Regions from separate parts of the Gossypium hirsutum genome. Here regions 1 and 2 are each linked to region 3. A link is a contact called in public Hi-C data. All regions are on one chromosome and are shown on one strand. Each heading gives the region's core, a stretch centred on a gene start, on an enhancer-like site or on the middle of the called end of the contact. The rest is flanking DNA. Distances are from core to core; before and after follow the strand shown.

Region 1 (2,700 bases), core at 33-2,532, 400 kb before region 3:
CCAATTGAATGAGTCACGTATCGTATTGTCCCATCTGACTCAGTCAATGATGGAGCACTGGCTAAGAAACTACTTTGTCCCTCAACAGAGATCTTACCAGAAGGAACTACCGCCGACAACACATTCTCGCTCGAAAGTTCAAGATACTGGAATGTTATAATCACCATGAACGCACATATAAGCCATATCAATTTCCTCGCATCTAATTGAAACCAAGATTTAAGTTCATGTCCCATTGAGTAACAACTTGACCACTTGTCAGCTCAGTTCCAATGCTAAATGTCATCCCTGCATTATGTTCCTTAGCCCCTGAATTTAGTCATAATGAAAGTCCTTCACCGATTAATGAACCTAACTCAAGCAAAGAGTAAAATGATTCAAAAATCTAATAATCAGCATACATGAACAATTATTGAGCCTATTTTAGCAGTCAATGAATCAAGTAGGAAAAAGAAGTCAACAAATTAGAGAATACAAAAACACCGGTTCATATTTTAAACCATTAAATACAGATCTAACGCCGATTCTTTCATTAATCAAAATCCAGAAAATATAGAGAGAAGTGACGAAGCAACAAGAAATAGAAAAATAAACTAAAACAAGAAAGCGAAAAGAATAATGCTTACGAATTTCGCTCGTCGAACTCGCACTCTTCAGTTAGGTGGAAAAGAATCCAATTAAGAAAATGAAAATTCTAAAATTCAAGAAAATGGAGAAGCAAAGAATCAGAATACTTATAATTGTATATCTGTTTTAGCGGTCAATTAATCAACTAGCAAAAAGAAGTCAACGATGTAGAGTGTACAAATCACCGGTTCATATTTTAAACCATTAAATACAGATCTAACGCCAATTATTTCACTAATCAAAATGCAAATCCAGAAAATACAGAGAGAAGCGAAGAAGCAATCAGGAATACAAAATTCAACTAAAACAAGAAAGTAAAGAAAAAAAATGCTTACGAATTTCGCTCGTCGAACTCTTGCTCTTCGGTTTGGTGGAAAAGAAACTAATGATGAAAGCGAAAAATCTAAAATTCAGGAAAATAAAGAAGCAAGGAATCTTCTCCAAGAGGCGCGCAGTTGTAAAACTAGAGAGATGAAATTCTTCTTCTTCTTTACTCCGTTTTCTTTTTGCTTTTGCTTTTGATGAACTCGTTTTCTTTTTTTTCTACCAAGCAGCCAAACTGTAAAATGTTGAGAATTTGAATGGGAATTTTAAAGCTTCAATGCCTTACAGCTTCCGTGTTACTGAGAAATTAATTTTTTATTGGCTTTACCAATAAGTTGGAAACAAAGAACCTCTCCTGGTCGGCTTTTATTTTTACTCAGGTAAATAATAAATGTTTTTGGACGAGAAAGGACAGTCATTTATTATTATATTTCGTTATTACCGCAGCTACCGATTCCTTTAACATACCATGACTATTTGCTAACTTCATCCATCCATCAATCACCTAGTTACTACATTCTTAATAAAGGAATGACTCATTACTATTGACCCATTCTAGATTGCCCTAAAAAAAATTAAGATTTTTAACTTTTTAGATTCATGATTGAACCATATGTAACATCACATGTGTAATTTCCAAGTATTTTTTTTTCTTTTGTAATTATAAAAATTTGGCTACCAAATGTAATTTTATTTTGGAAAATAAAATCTTAATACCACTCAAGTCTTGCTTCGCAGTTTTATTCTGAACAGGCCTCTTCCCAAATGGCCCATAACTCTGGTGATGTTTTCTATTAATTCCTTTAGAACTCAAATTTGACATGATTTTCTTACTTTTATTAGAAACCCCTATTTCCTTCCTAGAAATCGAAACCAGCTCACCGGTGTTTGTATCCAAAAAAACTAATGCATTAAATCGTAATTCCAAAAAAGTCTTTTCTTGATTTTTTTGCCCCTATTTTTTAAAGTCTCGTGATTTCCTCCACGATTTTCCCTCGACCAACATCTAAGGCCCGTAAGCCTCCTCCCTCTTCGTCACACCGGATTTCATCGATGACCTGTCATTCGGCAAAACCTCACCGCCTGCTGATTCGATACTAAGGGAGCCATTAGACACAACTCCTTCAAGTGTCTGTAACGTCCGCAACAAAAATATCATTGATAACGATTCATACTTAATAAATTGAGTGATGTCATTTATCAAAACTTGAGATACGAGGGGTAAATAATAGAAAAACAATAATTACTAATACTTTTAATCCTCGTGGATACAATATTTTTACTCACCGTAGTTATACTATTTATCGATAGGTGCAATTGTCTTCGTTGTATTTTTAATTAGTTTAGTGACACATCAGCACCCTATCATTTGATCCAGGGGATCCCATTAACAATAGACCTTGTGACATCCCCTTTTAAAAGTTCAAAATCATCATCATCGTCAAGCCCCTTCGGGTTAACTGACTTCCTAAATTCAACAATACCTTACCCCAATAACATATCTTTCCACAATAGTGTTGCTTCAGTCGATGCGTTGACGGCTATATCTATGGTGGTTACTACCATACCATCCTTGAACTGCACTTTCTTGGTGCCTTGATCTTCATTAGAATATGCTTTGGTTTGTAACACCCCCATACCCGACCCAGTCGTCAGGTCAAGATATCAGGATGTCACATTCATTACTGAAGCAATTACAGAAATTTCAAATTGATTTATCATATTATTTGATTATTAAAAATTATTTTA
Region 2 (2,700 bases), core at 145-2,644, 270 kb before region 3:
CCGAGAACCCATGTCTCTCAAATTATTACCCCTATCCCTAAAATTGATATTTTCAATAGCACCAGAACTTGTTTCAGCCCCCTTCACCGACACAGATTCTCCAGCATAAATTTCGCTTATCTCTCCCGCCTTGTTTAACACCTTAAATCGTGATTTTCCAGTTTCCTTGCGAGATTTTGCCCCGTCTGTTACTCCCATATCTCTGTCGGTGTTAACTCTGCCAACCCGTTTTCCATGCCCGGACCTTCTTTCAACCAGCATCCAAGGCCAAAACTCCGGCCTCGCTTCCTCAACTACTCCTCCTCCGTCAGTTTCCAAAACCTCCTTCGTCGTCTCAGGCAACTTGTCATAATTATTATCCAGGGCCATCATCTGGCATAAATCTCTAACATGCCCATACCTACCACACCCAAAACAAACCGTAGGAAGAACTTCGTACTCCACCCTCTGAACAGCTCCGTCAACCAAGACTTGGGACACCAGCGGCTTCGCGAGATTAATGAAAACAGCAAATCGAGCAAAACGTCCCATGGTTCTCTTATCCGTCTGAAGATTCAATTTTACGACCTTCCCAATCAACCCCCCAACGGCTTCCACAATTTGCCGACGGAACATATACCCCGGCAAGCCCGGCAGACGGATCCAAGCCAAGACCACAGTAGGATACGGTTGCAAAGGATTAAAGTCCTTGGTCCAAGGTTGAACAGTAAGGTATTGACCAAAAATAATCCATGGACCCTGCGACAAAATGCGATCGTAATCAGTCTTATTCAAGAAACGAACTAGAAAATACCCATTTTCAATGTCCATAAGATGAAATTGAGAAATAGGTTTCCACAGACTAGATATGCGATTGTGTAAAGTATTGTAGCCGATACTCCGGCCTAGAAGTTTAATAACCACAGTTAATTCCATTTCTTTGAGCAAAATATCCTTAACCCGATCAAAAAAATTGATGGCTGGGATCCCGTTAACAATGGATATTTGCACATCATCTGTCAATAAGTCAAAATCTCCATTGCATCCATCATCTACTCCCACAGCAGAGACATCGCGTTCCAACTCAAATGAAGCTGATTCTCTACCCAAAAACTTATCTTTCCACGATGGTGTTGGAGATATAACAGAATCTACAATCATATCCACAGAATCATCCTCAAGACCGTCCTTAAACCTCACTTTCTTAGTGGTCCGATCCTCGATAGAACGAGGATCTCCCACATCTCTGTTGGCCGAAGAAGGCTGAGCAAGAGAGCGTTCTTTAGACATTTTTCGAACTATTTAGACTTATAATTTAAAATCATTTAACTGTTAGTTTTTCATTAAAATAGTTAACCAATAATCACATAATCTCTCTTACTTTAATAAGTTATCGATAACTTATAATATAAAAACTAAATTGATCTCATTCTTGTAATAAAGATACCTCTCAAAAAATTTCACCAATATATAAAGATGGAATGAATATGTCGAGATCGTGAAGAGTTGGTGCGGTCCTCTTCATGTTAGCTTTTTTTGTTTTAATCATATATATTTGACGTTCAAATAGTGAAACATAATTATAATTGCAAATTTTCAATCTTTATCTTTCACTCCTTTGTTTTTCTTTTTGTTCTTTTTCATCAGTCTTAGATCAAATTTCTGAGGTCATGGAAGCAGCTCACTTAGTTGACTTTGTGATTTAATTTAAAAGCAAATCCCTAATTTTAAATGACAAAAAGAAATTTAAAAAAAAATCATTTAAAGTACAATTATTACCATTCCCACCAACAATAAAAATAATCTCTACTAATATAATCTTCCAAACACATGTGATTGGTCAATCAATCGAATTACTAAAACACCCTAAAAAAAAACTAATAATAACCCTCAGATATATTGAAATTCAAGACTCGAAATCTATTAAATATTATTTGTAAAGTGTAAGCTAAATGATTTCAGCTTCAAATAACACTTGATTTCCCAACATCCACCAATTGTATCATCGTATGTAGTACTAAGTCCCACATAAGCTGGAGTTACTACTATAAATTTAATTTTCTATTAACTACAAAATCATTCTACAAGAAATCTAATATTTTTATATGATATTTAAGTTACTTTAATTTGTAAAATGAAAAAAAGGAGTTGGAATCCACATCCTGTAAAATTATTTTTGCAACAACCATAATTGCCTCCTAAATAAAGTTTAAAGTTGATTAATATTTTTTATTACTTTTCATTAAAAAAAATAAAAGAGAAAAAACAGGAACCAAACATCTTTAAATTTGACATGTTCCAATAGCAAACCTGTACATGCAGTGTTGTTTGTCCCGTAAGACATGATTGAACCATTACTGCAAAAGTTGGTCACTGCTTTGTTGTTTTGTTCATCATGATTCATCACTCCACCATATAGTCCTACCTCAATTATTACTAAATATTGAAAGAGAATAAAATATCTCAATTATTACTAAACGTGATAGATAATAATATTATTATTCAACATATATATATTTTTAAAGCTCACTTTTATTTTTTTATTAAAGTAATATTTAATCTTTTAAATTTGATAATTTATTTTATCTTTGCACCTAAACATTTTTTAGTTCACATTAATTTTAAAATTAAAATTGTTTAAGTATCGGGTTATTTGTCCAAACCCAAAAGACCATCTAAAATTTGAAAGGGTTTGAACAAAATTATTAGACTTAAAAATGA
Region 3 (2,700 bases), core at 178-2,677:
CATGGGGATTGATGAAGTAACTACTTTGATGCCTTTCGAATTGAACAAAGATTTATCTTCAATCACAATAGCATAAAGAGCTGGTTGGTGACAGCCAGAAGGGGATAGTTGAAAGTCACCAGGTCCAGCTGAAATCCAGTATCTCAGTGATCCATTTATGCACTTGGATACACTTACAGTTTGTATAAGAATTCTTCGGAGAGTCTCACGATCAAATGGAAGAATGATTTTTGCCATAGTTGCCGACTTTACGATACGATCAACATGTTGGTCTAATTCATAGAGGTGTCTGAAATGTAGAAAAAACATAATAGAGCTTTACAAAGTACCAACTTAACATGCATATATACATACACAAGTAATTTTCTCTTCTTGGTTGAAAAACACCCAATTCTATTGGATTCAAAGCCTCAATCTTGATTCAATCAAGATATAATATAATTTTTTCATCAATCTGTTAATCAATCCAACTTGTTATAAAAAGGGTTATTAAATTATTTTATGATTACGGACTCCATTCCAAATTAGGGACAAAAAAATGAGCTCTTTGGCTGAAAGATTCACTAACCTGTTCGCTATTGTGGCAGTATCAAAGACACCATGTCCCCTATGAACCATGTGATCATCCATAGGGATCACCATGGCAGCTTCATCGGTTACTATTCCACCAAATATGCTAGAGTACATAGCCAGGTATTGCTGGTTCCCTTTGTTGTTTTCTCTGTTATGTTTTAGCTTTTCAATAGCCTTCAACAAACCAAAAAAAGTAAATAAAAAAAAAGAAAAGAAAGAAAAACATTACAGATGGGAAATCAAAGATATCATGTAAGACAGAAAGAAAGAAACCTCTAAACAAGACAGTAAAGGAATGTCTGATAGTTTATCAGTAGAATCTGCCAAGACAAAATCACCCACCAAATACAGAAAGCTCATAAGAAATGATGCGATATGAAATGTAATAACATAATTTACCAAAAAATACACACTAACCGATCATTGATTCAGTTTGATTAGAACTTCTAACGATTGTCAAATCCGAGAAAGACCCATTTTTCATAAGAGGAAGATTTCGTGGAACAAGACATAAATCATACAACAGGTGCGTGTATCTAGTCGGAAAATTGGACGTATATTTAGGGTAAGAAGCTGAAAGAGAAGCCATGGAAGCCATAGATGCTACTAGTTGTTTGAGTGAGTGGAGAAATGAAGAGCGGTGTTTATCTTTTAGTAGGCTATGGAAATGGTTGACTTAATAGTACTATGGTGGATTGGATTCCATTTCCAAAAGAGTGTGACGACGAGACCTAAGGACAAAACTTTGCCGGCCGAGTGGATTATCTCCCAGAAACGACCTTCAGCATTTACAAGCCTGTATGGCGCGTGGAGCCACAACCAATTAGCGTTGAAGAAGGTTTATTTGGTTAGGTTTTGTCGATTTTTTTTAAATTTATGAATTTCTTATAATAATTCTATTTTAATTTTTGGTTTTATACAAGTTTCAAAGTACCTTTTATAGATATATTCTTAAAAAACTTAATTTTTCTAGTAATTAAAAAATTTAACAACTCTTCTATCTTTCTTACTATTAATAAAATCTTTAAGTAGGATGCTCTTACGAGTATTAATTCGATTAAAAAATTATAAAAATAATATTTTATATTTAAAAGAAGATATTTAAGGTTATTTTAATCTTTTTAATTTTTAAAAAATAATAAAAATATACGATTTAAATTCATGTCAATCAATTTCATTGGAAAAACTTTAAATTTACTAAATAACTACAAATTTATTTTGATTTATTTATACATTTGAATTTTACTACTTATACTTTATTACATCCATCAATTCTATTTCTATATGATTAATAAAATTCCTGACTGCATTGGTGTCACCAGTCGCCCAGAACTAACTAAGTTAGGAAAATTATAAAAATAATCTTTAATTTTAAAAAGTTTGCCTTAGCTTTTAAAAGTTTATATCTTTTGTCAAATTGACCCTTATTTTTTTTAAAAACTAAATTTGACCCTCATTCTTTTAAAAAAAAGTCAAATTTCACTATCAATCTTTTGAAAAATAGTTTAATTTATTTTTTAATGAAAATATGGATTAAAATCTTGAAACTTAAAACATAGCAATTTACATAGCAGTTCATGTATTCATATATATATTTTAATTTTTATGAGCCTTTTATAAATTTTAATATAATTTATAATTATTTTTTTATAATTTTCAAATTTAATGCAACATTATCACTAATTATTTTGAACAACTTTATTAAAAATGACATGGTTTATTTTTTATATCATCCACAAAAATTGTCCAAAATATAAAAGAAATATTAATTGATATAAAATCAAATGCAAGGGTAAAACAACCAATTAGTAAAAGTATTTATACGGGAGTATAATATATATAATATTAGTCATAAAATATGAAAAGAATTAATTATAAATTTGTACTGGGATTTTTAATATTAACAAAAAAAATATTAAATTTACAATCAACTCAAGTGACGTATTGAGAAAAGTTGTTTTACCAGGACTAGGGCAGACAGTCAGGATGGCCGAGTGGTCTAAGACGCCAGGCTCAAGTTCTGGTCCTCGTGAGAGGGCGTGGGTTCAAATCCCACTTCTGACAAATTTAACTTGATTTTCATTAAGTGTGGTTCTGGCTCTCTTTTGTCAACAAGCCCAAATTTTT

The links. A called contact is a pair of places that touch in the nucleus more often than the background predicts.
Region 1: a contact with region 3 is called in a Hi-C map of leaf, with 2.7 times the contacts expected there. The contact joins the promoter of LOC107897103 here to the promoter of LOC107963323 in region 3. A contact is called at or near these places in 3 of 34 Hi-C or Micro-C datasets (all in leaf).
Region 2: a contact with region 3 is called in a Hi-C map of leaf, with 3 times the contacts expected there. The contact joins the promoter of LOC107928759 here to the promoter of LOC107963323 in region 3. A contact is called at or near these places in 3 of 34 Hi-C or Micro-C datasets (all in leaf).

What each region holds. Positions count from the first base shown.
Region 1 is chrA06:33,638,111-33,640,810 of Gossypium_hirsutum_v2.1, forward strand. It overlaps LOC107897103 (probable glycosyltransferase At3g07620), which reads right to left and starts at 1,283. Exons shown (of 6, transcript XM_016822444.2): 1 at 963-1,283; 2 at 627-694; 3 at 1-351. The coding sequence starts at 236.
Region 2 is chrA06:33,772,594-33,775,293 of Gossypium_hirsutum_v2.1, forward strand. LOC107928759 reads right to left here and starts at 1,395. Exons shown (of 3, transcript XM_016860026.2): 1 at 1-1,395. The coding sequence starts at 1,269.
Region 3 is chrA06:34,042,930-34,045,629 of Gossypium_hirsutum_v2.1, forward strand. LOC107963323 (D-amino-acid transaminase, chloroplastic) reads right to left here and starts at 1,428. Exons shown (of 5, transcript XM_041115180.1): 1 at 991-1,428; 2 at 847-893; 3 at 569-747; 4 at 1-289. The coding sequence starts at 1,171. It overlaps TRNAL-CAA (transfer RNA leucine (anticodon CAA)), which reads left to right and starts at 2,554; the gene lies at 2,554-2,637.